2 separate regions of the Mus musculus genome follow, and region 1 is linked to region 2. A link is a contact called in public HiChIP or PLAC-seq data. All regions are on one chromosome and are shown on one strand. The core of a region is the stretch at or near the end of the contact, and the rest is flanking DNA. Distances in the headings are between cores, read along the strand shown.

What was found. HiChIP or PLAC-seq counts read pairs in DNA pulled down with a chosen protein or histone mark.
Region 1: a CTCF HiChIP or PLAC-seq map of the NIH/3T3 cell line shows a contact between it and region 2, with 8 read pairs. The contact joins two enhancer-like sites. A contact is called at or near these places in 1 of 15 datasets of contacts at CTCF or cohesin (the NIH/3T3 cell line) and 1 of 484 Hi-C or Micro-C datasets (embryonic stem cells).

Annotation. Positions count from the first base shown.
Region 1 is chr7:92,835,554-92,839,713 of GRCm38.p6, reverse strand. It overlaps Rab30 (RAB30, member RAS oncogene family), which reads right to left. Exons shown (of 5, transcript NM_029494.2): 5 at 2,597-4,025. The coding sequence ends at 3,775. Among named protein-coding and RNA genes, the nearest start is that of Ddias, 37 kb to the left of the region's middle. Within about 2 kb of position 1,678, at least 66 of the 459 cell types and tissues checked have an H3K27ac peak or open chromatin away from gene starts, as enhancers often do. A contact at or near this core is called in the NIH/3T3 cell line, where this site is marked.
Region 2 is chr7:92,696,479-92,700,758 of GRCm38.p6, reverse strand. It overlaps the pseudogene Gm2551. Among named protein-coding and RNA genes, the nearest start is that of Pcf11, 29 kb to the right of the region's middle. Within about 2 kb of position 1,833, at least 43 of the 459 cell types and tissues checked have an H3K27ac peak or open chromatin away from gene starts, as enhancers often do. A contact at or near this core is called in the NIH/3T3 cell line, where this site is marked.

The DNA.
Region 1 (4,160 bases), core at 429-2,928, 140 kb before region 2:
ACTATCATTAACCAATATTGCCTGTATGTATAGTATAAGGGAAAGACAGCTTTCATAGATAAACAAACATAGATAAACTCGTGCCACAGGAACAAAAATCCCAGAAAAGAACATCTATCTTCTTCATTTAGTGTTTAACAATAATTGCTTATGTGGAATACATCTTGTCAGAGAAGGAGATGTGAAACACACCTGTCAAGACCATGCTTGAAGGAAGAAAGGAACCGTCGCTGTTAAAAATTCTTTAAAAAACAAAACAAAACTACAACTTCTTTCAGAAACTAGTAAGAACGTGATCCCTAGTAAGTACATCCGGCCATGAGATGCAGAACATTCTGGAGGACTAAGACTCAGAACTTTCCCTGTCTTTAAGGCCACTGATAGGACACATGGGGGTAAAAATCAGGTTCGAAATGATTTGCAGCTGTTTGTTCAGAATTAGTCTAAGTGAAGTTGATGCTGTGGGCTAGCTCAAAGAGTAGACTGGCAAGTCCCTGCTCTAACACCGGGAATCACTCGGGTCCTTCCAGGTACACTCTGATGAAGAGAAGAGAAAGATTCTGCTTTCTTCCTCCCTCCATCGAGCCTCACTGCTTTCAATCATACTAGTCCAGACATCTTGTTTTGGTCAGTGGTTTCTTAATAATTTCAAAATCAAAACCTGACATACTAGAATGCTAATACACTTCAGTTTCATTTTTAGTTAGGGAAAGATGCTGACATAAAAAAATGACTAAACTACGGGTGGGGAGAGGGGATGAAAGCCGGAAAAAGCCAATGATGTAACTTTTGAAGTCTACACAAACCATGATTGGCTCTATGTAATTAAATATTAATATAATCCAACAGATCTAATGAAAGATACAAAGGAACACGGCTCTGTGTAAGAAAGGAGAAACCGCTAAGTTCTTTGAGGACACAGTCTATCAGAAACCTACAATCCTACAGAGTTTTTCCAAGCTTGACTCTACACCCTGAACATGTATTTTCATTGGAAATTGAAAAGGTGGTCACATATTTAATAATTTTATTAAAAAGTAAAAAAAAATTGTCATACTACAAATAGAAGAAGCGATGGCCTTGTCAGGATGAGCTGACATCACAATAAACCAAAACTTGGGGGGGGGTTTCACCATTGAATAATTATATGTAAAGGAGGCTTATCTGAGCAAATATTGCCCTGGCAATAAGAATTATTAGGCAAAATAATATTTATGTCCTGCCCTAGATTGAAATGATTCTATCTCAAGAACCACTTTAAGGACTTTCACTTTAAAATAACAAACAAACAAAACTCTTGGCACTGACTCATTTATTCAATTGGTATTTATTGCACCTACAGTATTGTCAAGGATTGTTCTCAAACTTGAGATACATCGCTGAACAAATATCCCAATGGCCTAATCTTAAATTCACAGAACTGTGGAACGGAAGGGCCCAGCTTCTCAAGTGTCCACACTAATAGGCCAAAGATTGGTGACTATGATTTACTCAAAGACTCAGAGACCCAGAGGGAGATGGACCTGTGGCAGAGCTCTCTGAGCTGCTTCTGAACTCGAAGGGACAGATGGGGGTGCTATAAGCCCAAAGGAATGAGAATAAAATAACATAAATGTGACCCCAAAAGCTGTTATTCTGGAGCTAAATTAGTCCAATCTAACAAAGCCCTTAAAGTTCACAAAGCAACGTTATTTTTAACACAGTGCTGTGAGACAAGGCTGAGTCATCTTATGCTGGGGAGATCAGAATTTTGCCATAAAGAAAAGTAATAAATCTAAATTTAGGGACATTCACAGTAGAAAGATATATTTTTCTGTAACTTTGATTAGTTTATCTTCTGATGCCTTTGGTTGCTGGCTATTAAGCAAAGGTAATTATAGATGATTTTGATTTCCATTAAAGTGATTTATTTCCCCTTCCTATATAAAGGGAAGACAGTTCAAACTTGTAGGAAGCCTTTTTCTTTCCTGTGGAATCAAGAAGAGCACAGTGAGCCAATCAACACCAACGACTGGTAATAATACACGCAGTCACAGGCGAGAAAGACTGGGCATTCTGGACTCTGTTAGAAATGCTAGAAATGTGTTATCAATATCCTGCCCTGTTGAATCATTGCTTTACAATTCAGTAGCTTTCCAAGAGTGACATGTCAGGTCCAGGATTGTCACCATCAATACCGACAGCGGAATTTCCCGTCATATCCTCATTCAGTGACTCATACTCAGTTATGCTATACAGCAAGCTTCAGCAACACCAAGAGCACACAGACTTAGTTACTGTCGTATTTGCAGCTATGACAGTGAACAAACTGGAAGGCATCAAGCCACGGCACTGAAGAAACAGGAAGTCATTCAGCAGCACGTGTCCCAACTTGAGTCCTGTTGTGAAATCGGCTAAGTAAAGGCATATACACCTCCATCGGAATTGGAGACTTCGAGTAACACGTGCATACCGGTATGGGGAGGAAAGAGAAAAAGAAGGAATGGGGAAAGGAACACTACAGGGGGAGACTAGGGAGAAGAAAAGATAAAGGGGGAAGAAATGTATGGTGACGAATCTGAGATCAATATTAATATTAATAAAGGACAGCTCAGCCTGCTTCCTGAGCACACTTTCCTAAGTTTATTGAAGATACAAAAATGATTTGTGAGACTTTTCATCTCTTGCTATTCTCACTTATTATACTAAAAATGTCTACAAAATCCTAAACCTTGGCCTCTCCAAGGCTAGTTCCCGAAAGGAAAAGGCGTGACCTGTTAGAGAGCTGCACTCTGTCTGGAAGTCTGCCCTGCAGTCAGTCCATAGTCCACAGTATTTTGGTCATATCTGCTCTGTTTTCTCATGCTACTCAACATGTCCTACAACTAATCTTCTTTATTAGAATGTCATAATTTATATTTTTCCCCATTTTTTTAATACTTTGATTTACCTAAAGGGCACGATAAGTGTGAAAGAATAGAAGAATGTTAATAAATTTCAAGGAGAATATGAAAGAAGAAGGGCTTCTCATATCCAAACCCATCCTAGAAATGGTGGTAATGAGACTGAAGAAGACTGCTGACTCATGGATTTCCCCCATTCTCTTTTTATTTTTAGGTAATACATCTAAGGGTATCAATGTACTAAAACGTTTGGTCTGTGAAATAGCATAATCATTAGCACCAAAAAGAGTCATGGAGCTTGTATATATTGTTAAACAATAATTTTTACTGTTGGTCGTGAGAAGAGTTCCCATTTTTATATCCCAAAGGTTTTGAAAGTGCTTGTGGACAAAAGAAATAACACTTTTCAAAATCTCCATGGGGTCCTCAATAAGTACTACAGAGACAGTACTTGGCCTTTCCAGTTTTGGTTTACCTGGTAGTCAAGAAATCCATGGGCACCAGATTACCACTGAAGCCTAAAGAATAGCCCCTCATGCACCCGCTGACACACAGAAGGATTCCTACAGTACACGATCCCCTGCTCTGTGTTCAGGAATGCATTTTTTACTTGCTTTTTTAAAAACAAAAGCAACATGCTCTGCAGATCATGGAGCGCTTAGTGCAATTTTCTCCTTGCTCCAACGCCAGACTGCAAAAGGGTGAAACCATTATGTGTTCTGCTAATGCTGGCCTGCAGTCAAGGCCCTTGGCCTGCATGCTTGGTAAGCTCTGGAGCCTACAGGAGTCAGAAGGTCCAAGAGCGGGAGCCATAGTCATTGCCAGATTCCCTAGCAACGTACGGCCCACCAAGGCAACTACTGATTCCCTTTGATTCTCTTTGCCTCAGCCTTTAGTTGAAATTACAACAAGTCAAATAGCTGATGCTTTTCCCCTCTCCGGGTAAGGGTGACGATACATTGTTCACCAGTGTGTTCTGTCTTGCTTCGCTGATGAGTCGGCATGCTAAGTCAAGGAAGAGTTTCTCCACATTGTCGGATTCCTTGGCTGAAGTCTCCAGGTAATACATGTCCTGAGCCTCTGAGAACTCTTCTGCTCTCTGCTGGGAGACCTCTCGCCTTTCAGCCAGGTCAATCTTGTTGCCTGTAACGAGGGTAAAACAAAGAATCATCACCTGACTGTGTTTCAGCCAGGAAGCATCGCGACTCAATTCCAGACTTGAAGTCCATCAGGAGGTTAAACAGATGAGTGAGCGAGTAAAGCCCAATAAATGTGACC
Region 2 (4,280 bases), core at 584-3,083:
GCAAGGAATGTTTTTCATCCTGGTCCCCCAAACTCACTTGTACCTTTTCTAGCAGAAGAACTCCTTCTAATAAGGAATTTAAGAACTTGAAGGAAAGAGATCTGGAGAAAAACAATCCTGTTCAGCATTTTTTCCCAGAAGATACCATGAGTCTTCCTTATCTCAAGTATATAATTGGCTTGTTTCAAGAGAGCTGCTCACAGCAGCTCTGGGGTATCCAGAAAGAACGTTGGAGTGACTCAAGGCTTGCCCCAACCCCCTGTTATTTAATTAATGTGTGGTCTTCCATTGATTGCTACTTCCTTTGAACTATAGATGCTTCTTGAAGCTAAATAGAGTCATTAACCCAGAAATGCCTTCTCCTTTTCCGCTTCCCCATTTTCTTTTCCTCCTGCCCCCCACACCCTGCATCCTCAATTTAGTTCATTTTTGTAATCTCAAGAGAAAGATGAGTTAGTGTTTGGTGAAAAGTGAAGTTCTGAATCCCTGTAAAAATGGAAACATACACCCCCAAGGAATGGGCAGGTATCAGTTCACAGAGCAACATGGGCTGCACTCAGCCTGCCTGCCACCGCTGATAGGCAGCTGGATGTAGCATCAGGTATGTTGTTGAGTTGTCATCGTCCATAAGACATCCTGTAAGAAAGCAATCTTGGTTCTCACATAAAAGGATCTAGATGGAAAAGAAATAGCCTTCAATAGACTTTCAAGAATCTGACAAGATCAATTAGTAATGCCACAATGTGCTAAGGTGCCCTGAAGTGCTAAGCAGTCTGTGGTAACTGAGAGCCCTGGGTGTCCTGTGACAACTAGCCTCTCATTAAAACTCAGCCAATGGTCGGCTGAGGTCAGGTCCATACCCTACCATTGTGCTCCTTGTAGGGAGTGATGGCCTTGTTCTATAGGGTCTCTTCGTTCTTCTTAAGAATCTCTTGGTACTTGAGGTCACTGTGGTTCAGTAAGTGGCCAAGGAGCTGTAAAAAGCTGTACAGGGTGACTGTGCTATTGATGCTGCTGAAAGACCAGCTTACCTTAACAGCAGTGGTAGTTGCCTCTCTATAGCCACTAGGAATACTCCCTAAGAACCTTCACGAGCTGGGTGATGTTCTGAATGGTCCAGAGGTTCACCTTGGACTTATTCTCTGTGGCTGAGTAATGCCTGTAGTGTTGCTTGCTGGAGTTAAAGTCAAGGTTGTACATAGCTGCCTGTGGGCAGTGTCTCTCTGACTTATCTGACAGGTTATGTTGTCTTAGACCACATTATTAAGATGGCAGAACAAACACCTCCAGGGCCTTGCAGAATGTTGGCCCAGTCCTCAGCAAGCTGCTGGCTTCCAATGCCTTGGGTACACTACACACTGCCACACACATTAGGCCCAAATAGAAACAATATTTGCCAAAATAACCTACACCTGAACAGGCACTAATGTGCTAGATTTCACCCACTTGATGAAGAACATTCTAACTTATATGGTGTGTTAACTATCACAATATATTATACAGGCCTATTATATTTAGGAGATTAAATCCCTACCTCCACCCATCCCCCAAAAATGGTGGTATCTGTTTCTGCATTTTGAATTGTTAGAGAGCCTGGAATTCCAGCCCACAGATTACTGGAGCATATTTCAGGCTGTGGAAGGTAGCCCGTCTCACCACTTGTCATGTGTCTATTCACCCAATGAGAAGAGACTAAGTCTAGCTCGGTGACCCGGTGAGTTTACTGGGTTTCCTTACAGGACCATGGTGACTCAGAGATCCACACCACTGAAAAGCTCCTCCCCTGGATGAGTGACAAAGCTCCGGTGCTGCATACAGGTCAGCTGACTTAAGAGTCAGTGCTCCCAGCAATTGTTTGCCACTAATATATAGCCACAGGGGAGGAGCCTTATGAGACCTGTAACCCTCGGAGCTTCCTGAGTCATTGGAGCTTTGTGAGTCCTGTGGGCCTTCTTCCTCCTTCCAGGAGGGAAGCTCTCAACTTGGTGGAAATTACTTTGTGAAGCAAACATACAGCCATGTGAGAGGTGACACGTTCACCAGAGAGTCTGTTCTTAGTGCCTGCTCATTTCCCACAGTGGAATGCTCCTCCATTCCACTTCTCTAGCCTCTCTTCCCACACCATCTTTGTTTGATGGTTGGCTTAGAGGAATTACTTTCAGACTCATTCTAAGTTTCTGGCAGAATATCCCCAAAGTGTCCAGTTGGGGCCAGGTACTGTAACACTCAAAACAGATCCCAGCGCCCCAGCAGATCTCTATGAGTTTGAGGCTAGCCTGGCCAATCAGGACTTGGTGAGACCATGTCTGGAAAAACAAAACAAGTTGATAAACTCTTTTATATCATGTTTCTTCTTACTTTATTGGTAGCTTCTCTTCCTTAGGAAGTTGACATTTCCTTCTGTCTTCACCTCCCAAATTTCAGCAATCTCTAGTACAACTATAATAGCTTGAGAGACTTCAACAATCTCCCATATAGAGGGCAAAGTCATATTTGAATATATCAGAGAAACAGCAGCTCTTTGGTCCCATAGAACATTTTGATCTCTTGTTTTTCTCTGTTTGTGGGACGGTTTGTTTGTTTGTTTGTCTGTTTTGTTTTGTTTTGTTTTGTTTTGTTTGGGACAAGAACTTGCTAGTGGCCCTGGCTGACCTGAAATTCATCGTGAATTTCTTGAATTAGCAAAGATCCTCTTTGTTTCTGTCTCATGAGTACGGGGAACGCATCCCAACAGCAGATGTGGGTTATATGCACAATGAGACAAGACAGAAAGACAGGGAACATTAAAGGGGTGTGAGAAGAGAAGGGAGTCCCCACCCTTGAGTCTACTTGGACTCACCAAGGATCACCAGCATGGAGAGGTGGCTCTGCAGGTAAGATTACTTACTGCTCTTTACAGAGGACCCGAGTATAGTTCTCAGAACCACATCAGACAGATGACAACTAATTGTAACTCCAGCTTCATGGGATCTGAAATCACGTGTAACACATGTGGGAATTCATGTGTTTGTGCGCACACACACAAATAAATAATGTTTCTTTTTTAAAAAAGAAGTCCAGCACAATTAAAATTTTCTGTGAACTTCGCCTATACAGGGATGATATTCTTTTTATGTAGAGCTGATTTTAATGATAATTTGAAGTAGCAATGGAGGCCTAGTCATCCCTCATCTCTTTCCCCAGCTGTAGACCTGTAATTTTCTAAGGAGTCTCACAGGAAGTCCCATCATAGGAAAAGCCATGTCTCAGCATTCTCACAACGCCTGTCTTTTTACCTTTTCATATTGAAATCCTGACTAAGGCACTACTAAAGTCATCCCATAATCCATTGTTATAAGATGGGGAAAAAGAGAAGAAAGTTTCTTTTCTCTTTCATATGTAACTTGAAGGCCACCAAACTTGTGTATGTGACGAATGCTAAGATAGTCATGGCTGTTTTTGAGAAGCCCACATGAAACCTGGACTCCGTCTTATGCTTTCCTCCCTCTTTCTAATACTCTTCATGCTTAAGTAGATATTTAAAAATCTCCTCTCTGTAAACTTCAACTGTACCTGGCCTATCCTGAAGTTCTTTTCCATGGCAGAGAAGAACCCTGGCCTGGGGCTTAAGAGATTTTAAGTGATTACAAGCTGGTACTATTCTTTCAGGGAACCCAAGTTTAATACCCAGCACCCACATTGGGTAGTTCATGATTGCTGCAGGGATCTGATGCTTCTAACCTCCTTGGGCACATAGGCACACACACTAATAATAATAATAATAATAATAATAATAATAATAATAATAATAAATATACTGGGCAGTGGTGACACACATTTTTAATCCCAGCACTCTGAAGGCAGAGGCAGACAGATCTCTGAGTTCAAACATCAGATTGGACTACACAGTGAGTTCCAGGACAGCCAGGGCTACACAGGGAAATCCTACCTTGAAAAAGCTAAAACAAATGAATAGTAATAATGATGATAATAACAATAAATGAGAGAGAGAGAGAGAGAGGGAGAGGGAGAGAGAGAGAGAGGGAGGGCGAGAGAGAGCGAGTGAGCGCATGTGAACATGGATCCTGGCTTCAAGTGACTAGAGGTCACTGAATAGAATTCCTTAGGCCACTACAAGCAGTTGCCCAGGGCAGCAGTTTCTTCACATACCACTGCTGCTGACTGATCCAAAGCTTTTTTGTTGTTTATATGAAATTCAAATTCAACTGAGTGTCTGTGTTTGTTTTGGCAACTTCAGTCACAAGGTCTCACCCCCAGCACTAACTTGGACAAGGAGGTTG